Regions from separate parts of the Mus musculus genome. Here all the other regions are linked to region 2. The links are chromatin contacts, called in public promoter capture Hi-C maps. All regions are on one chromosome and are shown on one strand. Each heading gives the region's core, a stretch centred on a gene start, on an enhancer-like site or on the middle of the called end of the contact. The rest is flanking DNA. Distances are from core to core; before and after follow the strand shown.

The links. Promoter capture Hi-C pulls out the DNA fragments that hold promoters and counts their contacts.
Region 1: a promoter capture Hi-C map of hippocampal neurons shows a contact between it and region 2, with 8 times the contacts expected there. The contact joins the promoter of Fbxo33 here to the promoter of Lrfn5 in region 2. A contact is called at or near these places in 3 of 39 promoter capture datasets (cranial neural crest, embryonic stem cells and hippocampal neurons), 1 of 484 Hi-C or Micro-C datasets (cerebral cortex) and 2 of 115 datasets of contacts at active chromatin or transcription factors (astrocytes and stem cell-derived neural progenitor cells).
Region 3: a contact with region 2 is called in a promoter capture Hi-C map of hippocampal neurons, with 27 times the contacts expected there. The contact joins the enhancer-like site here to the promoter of Lrfn5 in region 2. A contact is called at or near these places in 8 of 39 promoter capture datasets (the 3T3-L1 cell line, cranial neural crest, embryonic stem cells and 5 more), 5 of 484 Hi-C or Micro-C datasets (cerebral cortex, cortical neurons, forebrain and 1 more) and 7 of 115 datasets of contacts at active chromatin or transcription factors (SST interneurons, VIP interneurons, embryonic forebrain and 4 more).

Annotation. Positions count from the first base shown.
Region 1 is chr12:59,216,631-59,221,444 of GRCm38.p6, reverse strand. It overlaps Fbxo33 (F-box protein 33), which reads left to right and starts at 1,962. Exons shown (of 4, transcript NM_001033156.4): 1 at 1,962-2,585. The coding sequence starts at 1,966.
Region 2 is chr12:61,521,675-61,525,936 of GRCm38.p6, reverse strand. Lrfn5 (leucine rich repeat and fibronectin type III domain containing 5) reads right to left here and starts at 2,770. Exons shown (of 6, transcript NM_001310586.1): 1 at 1,107-2,770. It overlaps Gm20063 (predicted gene, 20063), which reads left to right and starts at 4,117. Exons shown (of 3, transcript NR_045049.1): 1 at 4,117-4,262.
Region 3 is chr12:59,380,928-59,385,161 of GRCm38.p6, reverse strand. No RefSeq gene overlaps it. Among named protein-coding and RNA genes, the nearest start is that of Gm51997, 110 kb to the left of the region's middle. Within about 2 kb of position 2,136, at least 4 of the 459 cell types and tissues checked have an H3K27ac peak or open chromatin away from gene starts, as enhancers often do. A contact at or near this core is called in cortical neurons, forebrain and hippocampal neurons, where this site is marked.

The sequences.
Region 1 (4,814 bases), core at 713-3,212, 2.3 Mb after region 2:
TCTGGATTGTACTTCATTCCAGATATAGTCACACTGGCATCCAAGAATAGCCATAACAGAGGTGTAAACTAAAGTGGAGCTCCAGAAGTCTACGGCTCTCTTCAAAATACTTAAATGACTTTGAAACTGAAGTCCAAATCCAAGTCTTAATTCCCTGATTTACTGTTACCACTTAATGTTCATTGAATGCTTATAAAACGGTAATTACATAGAATTTTACAGACAAGGGTTCAAAGAAATGACCTACCTGGAATACATTTTTTATTCAAAGTACCAACTGAGCTGATGTAAATTTAGAGGTAAAAGAATACTATTATTGAGCCGGGCGTGGTGGCACATGCCTTTAATCCCAGTACTCGGGAAGCAGACGCAGGCGGATTTCCAAGTTCGAGGCCAGCCTGGTCTACAAAGTGAGTTCCAGGACAGCCAGAGCTATACAGAGAAACCCTGTCTCAAAAAACAAAAAACAAAAACCAAAAACAAAAACAAAAAAATACTATTATTGGTAGTTTACTAGGTTCGTGACACCAAACTGTATAAAAGAAATGTGACAGAAGGTCTGCTGTTACATCACAGAGCTAAAGATATCTAGACTAGCTAGTTTCTTAGTGTGGTTTGAAGCAGCAGACATAAAATTTCTTAACCACGCCGGGCGTGGTGGCACACGCCTTTAATCCCAGCACTCGGGAGGCAGAGGCAGGCAGATTTCTGAGTTCGAGGCCAGCCTGGTCTACAAAGTGAGTTCCAGGACAGCCAGGGCTACACAGAGAAACTGTCTCGAAAAACGAAAAGAAAAAAAAAATCTCTTAACCCTTTAGATATCGCTGCTTCCTACAATTTGACTGAGATACTTCGCATGCTGAGAACGTGAAGGGCTGTTTTTAAAATCCCTTTCTTTGGGGGCACCAAACTAAAGAAAAGCTCTCCTCTCCAACTTATTTGTAGGAGTATCAGAGACTATCAAAATAGCTACTTTATTTCATCCATGTTACTTTTGTATACAGGGGTGTGTTGTTACAGAAGTACAGTGGTACACTGAAGAGGTATCCACAGCTCTCTTCACAAACACTTCAATGACTTTAAGAAACTGAAAATTAAAACCTGTCTTAACTTCCTAATTTGATGTTACCACTAAGTGATCGTTAGCTATTAATAAAACATACTAATTATACAGAACTTTTGCAGACAAGGGTTCAGAGAGCATTTAAGTCTGGGTACCAGCCCTCAAGATGAAAATCGTTAGCCATTTTTTTCCTGCCCCTCTAAAGACGAAAGGTGGCGCTGCCGTCACTGGTTCAGCAATGGGGCGTGTGCGGCCTCCGCACGTCGGAAGAGGAAGGTCCGCGTGCCGCCACGATCCGCCTTTCCTGGGAAGCCGATTTTGTCCTGCTCTGAACAAGATGTAAAAAGAAGCCGGCGTGCGAGCCCTCGGGCGCCGCGACCTCAGCCCAGCGAATGAGAAAGCGTCGGGACTTAGCGCAGCACGCCGGGGTTCCGCCTCGAGCACGCTGCAAGGGCCAGACCTACCCGGCGAGGGACGCCCAGAGTGGCCCCGCCCCCACGCCTCTAGCCCCGCCCCGGGTCGCTGACGTCAACGGTCACGTGCCGCGCGATCCAGGCAACCAGGAGCTCCCCCGGTTCCGGAAGTCTCGCAAAGCCGCGCCAGGCTCCGCCCGTCGCCGTGACGTCACTCTCAGTCCCTACCACTACCGAGCCTCCGCGTCCGGGTACCGGGAGAACCACGGTTTCCTCGGAAGCAGCGCGGTCGCCTCCGCATCCCTGGTCCGTTCGAGAGAGGATTTCGAGGTCGTTGCCCGGGCCGGCCGGGGAGCACTTGCTTGCGGTACGGAAAGTCAGCGGCGTGCAGGCCTCCCCGCGCCAGCTTTTCCCCCCTCTCAGCCGGTCCGAGTGCACTTGGTTCCGCCGAGGCGCACGACGGTTCCGCCCCCTTCTTCCTTGTCATTGATGTTGTTGTTCTTGTCAGTGCCGCAACCCCGACCGCCGGGAGCGCGAACCCGAGCCGGGGCCGCCCGGTTGGTGCGGTGGCGGCGGCGGCAGCGGCTGCGGCTGCTGCAGCTGCGCCGGCTGCGGGGGCTGCTGCGAGGACTGCGCAGGCGGCCGGGGACGGGCGGCCGGCGGCCGAGCCGGATGGCTCTGTGCGGGCAGGCGGCCGGCGCCGCGTCGCTGCCCAGCGAGCTCATCGTGCACATCTTCTCCTTTCTGCCGGCGCCCGACCGGCTGCGGGCCTCGGCCTCCTGCTCGCACTGGCGGGAGTGCCTCTTCTACCCAGCGCTGTGGCCCCAGCTCCGCATCTGCCTCCGCGTCTCGCCCGCGGAGCAGCCGCGGCTAGAGTTCCTCATGCGCAAGTGCGGCTGGTTCGTGCGGGAGCTGCGGGTTGAGTTCGCCGCGGAGAATTATCTGAGCGGAGGCGGCGGCCCGGGCGACGGCGGTAGCGGCGGCGGCACCGACACGGGCACCGGAGGGGAAGACGGGGAGGCCCTGCAGCTCTCCTCCCGCTGGCTGGAAGTACTGCGCATCTACTTGGAGCTGGTGTTGTGCGTGCTGCTCAGCATCCGGAACAACAGGTAGGCTTGCGTGGGGACCGAGAGGGTCTGGCCTTCCGCTGGCCTTGGGAAAGATCCCGTGGGGTGTGCCGGCCGGCCTCAGGATGGCCTTGTGTAGGTGCAGCTATCCGTTCCTGACCAGACTATTTCCGGAGACAGAAGAGGTGATAACGGGACTCCTGGAGCGTCTCAGGCATGCTTTCATTCATCCGTTCTTGTCCATGGGCTAGAGCTGCTGGGCAATGCCATTATCTTATGCGTGGGAAAGTTGTGAGTTAAGGGTGAGGCCTGTACAAAAAAATAAGGTGGTTTTCTGATTCTGAATTTGACCATTGGTGATGGGTAATTAATTCATAGTGACGAGGTGAGTAAGTTTCCTTGCTGATGTCCATGATTACAAGAATTAACCTATAAGAATTCTTTAACAGTCCTTTTCTTACCTGAAATAGTTTTACTAGCCTGGGCCATGTCCAAAGACTGGGAGGAGTGCTAGTTAAAATCATTAGGGGAGGAAAATTGTCAGACTTGAAGCCGCATCCCATACACCATCAGGCTGGACTTACTCCCAGTGATTCACACAAAAGTAACGCTACCTAACTTGGGGTGGGATAAAGGAGCTGGGCATACTGTGGGGGTTAAGTATGAGACTCATTGTGCATCAGGACTTTAGTGTAATTCCACCTAGAGCTCATGGCCCATATTCGGACTCCAGCACAGAGTCCCTATGAAAGTCTAGTGCCTGCCAAACCATATTTATATTTTCTTTATCTGGATATTCATTCCAAACTTACAATGTCACTCTTAATTTGGAAGAAAAATAATTGCAGCAGTTTACAAATAATTATTAGTGATTGGACATTCCAACACTGCTAGGGTCAGGGCAGAAAATATTGTACTGTAGAGAGCAGAACTGGGTGCTTACTAGGTCAAGTGATGTACATGCTGTTGTGTGGCAGTTTTCCTCTAAGCAGTGTCCTTCCTTCCACAATCTATATCCCACCATCTTTATGTTAAATAGAGTTGAGAATAGATTGTGATTAATACTAAGTCATATGTGTCATACATATTTTCGTGATCTATAATTAAATCAAGAGTTTAAGCAGGGTGGTGGCAGCACACGCCTTTAAAGCTAGAGCTTGGGAGGCAAAGGCAGGAGGATCTCTGCCTTTGAGGACAACCTGGACTACAGAGTGAGTTCCAGGAAAGCCAGGGTTTCACAGAGAAACCCTGCTTCAAATAGGTTAAACTGTAAGTATTCTAGCCTCATTGTGTATGGAAGCCAGGCATGATACAGATCTGGAATCCCGGGACCTGGGAGCTAGAGGCAGGGAGCTTAAGTGAGTTCAAGGTCATCATCTTGTGCAGAGCAAGTTCAAGGCCAGCATGTGCTTTGTGAACTCCTGCCTCAAGAAACAAAACAAGACCTGGTGTGGTGGTGCACGTCTTTAATCCCAGAACTTGGGAGGCAGAGGCAGGTGAATTTCTGAGTTCGAGGCCAGCCTGGTCTACAGAGTTAGTGAGTTCTAGGACAGCCAGGGCCACACAGAGAAACCCTGTCTTAAAAAATCAAAAAAAAAGAAAAAAAATTATTTATGGGAACAAGGCTCCATTTTTTCCAGTGCCCTGTTTCCTAAGCTTTCACGTGAACCCATTCCACTTCCTTGCTTTGATTTTATCTGTTAAGATAACCAAAGCTAAAATTTTTCTTAATCAGGTTCGGGGCTTTCTCAAAGTTGAGCATAGCTAGAGACCAGCTGATTTGTTCTGTAATCAACCAGCCCTGAAAAAAAAAAAAAAAAAAAGTCGGGAGGGAGGGCATAGTGCCTTTGATTCAAGTAAGAACTTCTCAGTGCCTAGTTCTTTTTGGTATTTTAATCATCTATGGATGGATCTATAGCATATATACACAACAGTACTGTACCACATTTTGTCTTTAATTCTTTTTCTTTCATCCTTACCATTTAAGTTTCTATCCTAATGTAACTTGTTTGTGAAACCCTGTGTGTCTGCCCTTCTGAGTCTGCTTTCACTTCTGCTCACAGCTGTTGGTTGTCCACGAGAGAGTACACTGTGGTGCCTAGTAGCGTGTTCACTATGGACATTCGTATTTGTACTGATGTTGTCTCTTTTTAAATTAAATCATATTGGACTGGGGTGTGGCTTAGTTGATAGGTGCTTTTAACTATTAGTGACACTTGTGACTCTGTGATTAAAAACTACAACCCTAAAACAGTGTATTAACAATGTCAC
Region 2 (4,262 bases), core at 1,521-4,020:
AGGTACAAGAATAAGGCGCTTCGGAAGTTAACTAAATTTGTTCAGCCTCTTCAAGTGAAGGGAATCTCCATTTTCACATATCAGATCTAGTATGTTAATTAGGCAGTCTTAAATCCAACCTGCTTTTAAATCAAAGCACTAGATGGAATTTTCAAAATACCTATTGTACAAACAAAAACAAACACTGGGGCACAAACCTCTGCCCGTCTCTGAGATAAAGCAGGTGGGGCCAGGGCTGATGTTGTCACTGGGGCTGGGGCTGGGGCTGGGGCTGGGGCTGGAGCTGGGGCTGGGGCTAGGGCTGGGCTGGGTGGTGGCTATTGGTTTTTGGCCTCCTTCTCCTAGACATATAAAAACGACCTCTTTTCATGTATATATTATGCCACCTCAAATCAAAGCCTGGCAGTTAAACACCTAGTCTCAACACACACACACACACACACACACACACACACACACACACACACACACACACGCACACTCGACAATGAATTCCTTTTCATCCTAAGCAAGTCCCAAGAAAACTCCATTTCACATCAAAGTCTCGAGATTCTTAATTCACAACTACTGAAAGGATCTGGGAAGATCCTGCACATCAAGAGAACCTTGGTACAGAGGTTAAGGGGTTTTGGGGAGAAAAAATAAAAGATCTTTGATAGATGTGGGGGGCGGGGAAACAAACACCGGATCTCACTTCAGTATCTGGAGGGTTGGCTACCAAATGGTCCGCAGCAACCATAGCCTGAAGGAAACATGAACCGTTCATCTCTGGCACCTTCAGACAGGTTCAACAAGCCTGGCCCTTTTCAAAAACTATCCTCAGGCTTGATGTATTCATGGATGGATAGATAGATAGATAGATAGATAGATAGATAGATAGATAGACAGACAGATAGATTTCGCTACCACAATAAGTGTCCAGATATAGACTTACATTTTATATACCAGAAACTGCATACCCCGTCACTGAGCAAGCGCTCTTGGATACCCAGCCCTTTCTAATGATTTTCAAAACATTAATAAGTAAAGTAGCCTGCAATGCAGATAAGATGCTAGAAACAAGACCTTAAGGAAAGTGGGTGAGGCAAGTAGTCCTTCATTGTTACCTGGTGCCTCTAGGGGGAAAGACGGTCATAGGAAGACTTTCTGCCGGCAGGTAAGATCCAGGCAAGGTGGCTCCAGGTGGCTTTCACAGTCGTACTGGGGTCTAGCTCATCACTTCGCTGCCCTTTGCCATAGCTCAGCACCCGCATCCTAGGGAGTCAGAGAGGTGGCTCCTGCCCCTGCCTTCGCTGCTCGCAGGTCGCGCTGGGTGGGGAATCAGCGCAAATCGCCCAAACCGGTGGCTCCGCGCCCGGGGAGCGGGCAGAAGCAGGGCGGCCGCGCACACACAGAGACACGCTCACACACACTCACACATTCTCAGCCGGGCGCGCGCGCACTCACACTTGCACAAGCACTCCCAGAACCGCACCGGGAGGGAGAAACAGTTCTGGTCCTTCTCAAGATCCGGTCCGGAAGCCCACCAGCCTACCGGCAAAAAGAGCAGTCGCGTTCTCACATAGCCCTTTGATCACGTTTCCTTCAAGTTCTCCTGCAGCCAAATCCTTGGAATTCAAAAGCTGGTGACATTTCGCTGGGCAGAAAGGGAGTCCTGGAAGGGCTGTGGAAGCGTCGGGGATTCGTTAAGCAGTTTGAAAAGCAATCCTCATTACCTTGTTTGTACAGTAAACCAGCTCGGAGTGCTGAAGTTTGGGCTTCAAATGTTGTGGACAGACACATTCATATTCTTCGGACCAAAACAGGAAAGTCAAGATGCAGGGAATTAATACAGCTGCAAGTCCCTCTCTTGACCTTGCGATGTACCTGGAAGCTCGTTAATACAGCCACTTTCCAAGCCTCTGGATTAAGTGATCCTTACACCTGGGTTCACAGCCCATCAGCCTCCCAGAATCCAGCCTGGAAAACCGGTCTGGGTGTCCTCCATGCTCTGCGAGAACCTGGGCACGGAGGGGCATCTCTGAGTTAACACGTTTGCTTCTGGGCAGTTGGAAAAAAGACTGTCAAATGCATCTGATAGGCGCGCGCACATACACAGGCGCACAAACACACGCATACACACACGCAGCTAGCTGAAAAGAGGCTTACAAAACACTAGAGGAACACCAAGATGACTTGAAAAGGTGGAAAACCTCCAGATTAGTGCCGGGAAAACTGAAGGGCCAGCCGGGAGATTCCAAAAGTCTTCTCAGGTCTTTCAATATTCACATTTCTACGCCTCTCTCTTTCTATTTCTCCTTTCCAGAATGTTTCCTGGATCTGCCCCACCCCCGTCGAGTTGCGCCTTTTTTTTTTCCCCTAAGATAACCGACCACACAACATGAATTACATGGGTGCGTTGTGCCCACAGCTCCACAAAGTCCAGAATCCTAAGGACCAGCTAGCTAAGAAGCCATTCACATCTCACATCTTCAAGGGAAGAAGAAAAGCTCGCAGGCGAACACACACACACACACACACACACACACACACACACACACACACACACACACACACACACACAGCTCCGGCTGCTCTGCACGGGCTCACCACCTCCCTGCGCCGCTGCACACAGCGCGGTGGGCGCCCCTCCCGCTGGCTGAGGCCCTGGGACGAGTCCTCAGCTCAGGCTCAAGGCGGGAAGCTGCAGTCCGGGCAGGCAGCCGCCGCCCCGGCAGGCCTGGGAGAGCCGCTCCCCAGCGTGGTGCGAGCAGGCAACGCCGGCCCAGAGGAGCTGCGCTCCGCGCTGCAGCATGGAGGCGGCGGCGGCGGCGGCGGCGGCGGGCGCGCGGCCGAGAGCCGGTCCCTAGCTGCAGTGACGAGAACGGCCGCACCTCCCAGAACCCTAGAAACAGGAGACACCCCAAGCAGTAGCAGCTGTGCTCTCGGCCTTTGAGACTTCGGGCTGGATGTGTTCAGAGAACCGATTTTCCGCGGGCGCAAGGAGAGGGTTAGCGCCGTGCCTACAAATCCCTAAGCAGAGGAGGCGCGGGGGCGTTGCAGGAAGGGGGGAGGGGAAGCGGTGGAAAACCTGAAGGGAGAAAGCTAACTTCTGGGGCATCCCTCTGTTGGAAATGAACTGCCTGATCTAGTCGCCCACTGACCTGTGAATAAGGGAATAATGATTTAAATTTAAAAAAAAATAATAAAAATTAAAAAAAAAAAAAAGGTGTCACCCAGCCAGGCTGTGTCATTAGGCACTGTGACAAGTGATTAGCTCCAACCTGGCGGAAAAAATCCCAGCCTAAGAGCTTCTCGCTGAAACTCCCAGGCACTGAAGGCCGACTTCCAGTGTTCCCTAGTCTGTGTGTGAGTGTGTGTGTGTGTGTGTGTGTGGGGGGGGGTTGCTTATGAATCAGATGGAAGCGGATTCCAAAATGAACATTTACTTTGCAGAATCTGCCCAGTAGGTACCAGGCATGAAGAAGTGATGAAGCTAACCACATTTTAGTGCACAGAGCTTTATGGGACCTGAGTAGTCCTCAGAAAGGCCTGGCCACCGAGGTCACCTGCACTGGGGGAAGGATGTGGAGCCAGAGAGAGGTGTGGTACAGAGGAAAGGAAAAAAAAAAAAAAAAAAAAAAAAAAAAAAAGAGCCTCTTGGGGAAACATTGGGTAGGGCCCTCCCTGGCTTTACTCTTGGAATCCTGCCAAGATTCCCAGGTTCTCAGTTAATCCCCAGTCTCAGACCCCAGCCAAGCTCACAGAAACCCCCTAAAGACAGTATGTGGAGTGGTTTGAAGCTAGTCCTTTCAGGATAGAGTTGATGAGCACTTGATTTTTGGTTTCTGTGCCTCCCTCTAAGTTCAAACACCAACCTGAACCAAACCTGCATGGAAGAATTGAGGGGGGGTGGGTAGGGGGATACTGGCTATCAAGGAGCACTTCCTTGCCTATTTGCACCATACTGTTCCTCCCAGAATAGGATGCTCTGGAATTTTGCTCCCAGTAGACCCTGAGGCTTTACCCTTGCCTTGCGAATTCACATGGGCGTGCATATTCAGGCACACCCACGGGCCCTATCCAAGTGCGCGCACAGGCACCCACGCGTAATCAAGACCCACACAGCTGCCTTTTGAGAGATGAACTCAGCCTGGAGTACTTTAAGTGGTAACTGCTCCAGTTTTCTCTTCCCTTCTCTGGGCTCCTCTCTTTGCTTCCGACCAGGTTCCACTCCTGTTTATCCCTGGGTGGTTCGCCCCTGGATTTAGCAATGCGATCTA
Region 3 (4,234 bases), core at 887-3,386, 2.1 Mb after region 2:
CACCACAGATATACACCTATGTGCGATTACTGTAAATGCACCAACTGTAATCTTCACATACACACTAAAATATAGGTGGCAATTTTCTTTCTTCATAAGAAAAATTCATTCATGAGGTATACATTTTTAACTAAGGCCCAGTTATGCCTATGTTAAAGGTTCGTCAATAGCTGAAAAAATAATAACCTGGAACAGACCACAGCAATGATGTGTCTCTGAACGCCATCATTTTTAACAGAGACTAATAACAGCCTGTTTCTAAATTTCTCTTTAGGATACTTACTAAGATATGCAGCACATGGCCAAACACAGAGAACCCGTGTTCCAATCTTTCCCCTAACTCCTCCATGAGGTTCCCAACCTCCATTCCATGTTTGTCTGTGAGCATCTGCATCTGTCCCAGTCAGCTGCTAGTAGAGCCTCTCAGAGGACAGCCATGCTAGGTTCCTGTCTGCAAGCACAGCATAGCATCAGTAGTAGTGCCAGAGATTGGTACCTGCCCATGGGATAGGTCTCAAAATGGGCCAGTCACTGGTTAGCCATTCCTTCCCTCTCTATTCCATCAATTCAGAAGGTTGCTTATACCAGCAATTGCAGATACATTCTTTAGAGAGCATTTGAACATGGTGTTGGTGTTGCCCACTGACTCACTCAGGACCCAGAAAAATGCACTGGGGGCATCTCCTTCCTCTCGATGCCCCGTACGTTAATTAATAAAGACTCAAAATAACTACTGAATTCCTGCTACATGCACAGTATAGTGCAAGAAAAGGGGGTACATAAAAGAGTTTGGAGACATTTGCTACTGAAAACAAAATTTACAAAGTTAGAACCTAATATTTATCACTTGCCTCTGATTGCAAATGACAAGTTCTAAAAGAGAAACTATTTTAACATTTATTTTAGTAGTTACAATATATACACATTGTCAAATTTATAATTAATGTCATTAAAAATCCTTGAATTGTACATGAATTGTACCAGATTTTATCAACTTTGCTAATTGCACTTCATCATATAGTGATTTTTAAATTTTTCTATGATTCTACAAATCTTAACTTCCCAATAATGCTTAAGACATAGCTGCGTTTTAGTTCTAAGAAACAGTCAAAGACATATCTTTACAAAAGTATGGGTTATGTAGAATGATAAGGTCCTTTTTTTTAAGGTTTAATAAGCAAAATTTTCTCTGGTGATTCCAGAGAAAGGTACATTGTCCAAATTTCTTATTTTGCAAGTTGAAAAGAAGAACACAGGCTCAGCATGTCCCAGTACAACAGTAAAACTGTACACTGAATAAAGGGGACAGTAAGGTTCCCCTTAGAAAAAGGAAGTTTTTATGTGCTCTGACTGCTCTTGCTATGTTTCTACCACTTAAAAAATGAAGGTTCTGTCTCTCATGGCGAAATCAAACCTGACCCAGAAACCACCCAAATTTTTCCTCAGCCAGAGATGCATGTGTGTTGTATGCTTCAAATATATGCCCTGCAACTTAAAGTCTGAGATAGAAATGGTAATTATAGAGCCAATACGATCTGGCAAGTGATTCAAGAAGAAATGAGAAACTGAGGGTTGGGCATCCTAGAGAATAGCTTGAAAAAGAAGTATTGTAATAGAAACTTAGAACCTATGCAGGAGAGAAATGGGATGGGAAAAAACAGTACTCTGAAGGCTCCTGACAAACACATTGCCCAGGTATTCTCTACATGAAACTTGGTGAACATGTTCACACGTTCACGTGGTTTAAAAAAAAAAAAAAAAAGGAAGAAAGAAAATCTCCAAAATTGTCACCACAAACAAGATTCACTACTACACGTATCAGAATCTGTGAGAAAGAAGAGAAATGATTGTTCGTGCAAAAAAAGCATCAAGACAAGCTTATCTTCCAAGTTATCGATGGAATCCATTCAAAATCAGGTGATCGTCATTATAAAATTACCGAATATAAAATTAATAAGAAAACCGACATAGTACCTTCTTCATAAGTATACATGTAAGGTTTATAGTCACATCCTTAGTAAATAAAAGATTCAAAACCAAATCTTAGTATATATGAACTTGTTTAACCTGGTAGAGTTCTCAAATAAGATTTAAAAAATAGCAGTAACTGGGAAGGAGCCACTCCCTGAGAAATGAGGTTATGAGAATGAAAAGGCAACAGCGCCACCTACTGTCTGATTCTGTAGTTACTCTACACCTTCTCTCGCCCTTTAATTTTTATTTTTAATCTAATTATTATTGGCATCCATGGTATGAGAACTGCTTTGCTGGCCAGACACTGTACTCTGTTGCTTTGCTCTAAGAGAATAATCTGTATCAAACTATTTTAATACATGACAAGTGTTCCAGACTTTATATACTTTAAATGATCTGATCAGACTTCACCAAAATAAAGACTACATTTTAAAATGTTATTTTCTGTTTTTCCTACGTACTAAAAATGACCACTAACAAGCCTATAGGAAGGCCTAAAATGTATATAAAAGCTAAAAGTATGTACATCCAACAACATGTTTAAATCATAATAAACAAAATAAAGTGACACTGTAATTGTAAAAACAAGTACTACTGCCGGTATATGTAAATTTCCATTGTTGCTAACTTTTTGTTGTGACTCTGATTCTATCAAGTTTTCCATCTAGTTAAATAACAATATAATTTTCATGAAAAAAATGCTACATATGCACTATTATCACATTCACTGTTTTGCTGCTTCGGTGATTTTATTCATACTAGGAACATTTCTTTGTTAGCTTGTTTTTTGTTTGTTTCTTTGTTTGTTTGTTTGCATTACTAAACATTGAATCTGGGGATCTTTGTATGTGCAACAAGAGTTCTACCACTGAACTACAACTCCAGGCCTGAGCAAAAATATCTCTCTCTCTCTCTCTTTCTCTCTCTCTCTCTCTCTCTCTCTCTCTCTCTCACACACACACACACACACACACACACACACACGCGCGCGCGCGCGCACACATGGACACGCACATGCACACACACACACAATGATTTGACATTTAGCTCATGGAAATGCACAAAAAGTGCAATGAGGCCACCGTATCATAATAGCATTTATACTTCTCCATGGAAGAACAGAAATCTACAACACTGGTTCCAAAATATCTTAGCTTGCTTCCAGTACCACCAGTAGCACCAGTAGCAACCTCACAAACAAGGAGGACAGGCAACAGCCACCATATCACTTCCCAGTCCATTCTAGCATTCCATCTCATGATGTGTGAGACCCTATCAGCCAGAGTCATAACCTTAGCTAATGACATAGTCACATAAATCCCTTGTTTTACAATTCTAATTTTCATCCTAGAAGAATATGACATTGCACCACTAATGCTCACTAGCTCCTTGAAAGGGTGTAGGCTGATCAGGTAAATTTCCTTTGTTAGCTGCAAAAGAAAGGAGAAAGGTCTTGACACTCGGACACCGCCCAGAGAAGTCAGACAAAGTCACAGGGAGAGCTGTACGAGAGGATAGAAAGACACGAAGCACTCAGAGAGAAGGAAGACAACACAGCAAAGACGTGGAAATTCTTTGCCATCTTGTTCAGTTTCCAAAGTGCCCGGCCCCTATTAAGAACATTAGGAAACATATAACACGATGAAATCTGTAGAGCCAAGATGTCTAGCTCTAAGCCAACAGAGAAAGTCCAGGGGGAAAAAAATCACAGGAAAGAATCAGTTTCCCAGACACATTTGTTGCTTTGGGGGAGAAGATGCTTTCCTTATGCTGCAGGAGAAAGAGGGCCGGTGCTCAGACTCTAAGGTGTGACAAACGACCTTCTTCCGACATGGAGAGCACTAGCCACAAAACTGAGCCTAGGAAGGCTGATCTCAAAGCTCCGTAGGAGAGAAAACAATGCATATATAAAGGTTACTGGTTTGATGAAAGGAAATCTATTTTTTCAATGACAGTATAAAAAATCCTCTATTGGCAAGAAGCAATTTTCATTCTGGGGGAAAGTGAAATTCAAGAGCTCAGATGGGAGAGAGAGATCATTTGCTCTGTTTATTCTTGCCTGAGCAGACACGTTCTAAATGGATCATCAGTGAAGAATGGGATAACATTCAGGAGCAAATGTGCCTGTGCTCTTGAACCTGCCATTTGAAGAAATTTATAAAGAAACTTTATTTAAAAACAAACTTCTCTAGCTTCCCAGTGAGGGTAAACTGGCACAGCAGTCTTAGGTCATGATGGAAATAACGAGGGTATGTTTTCA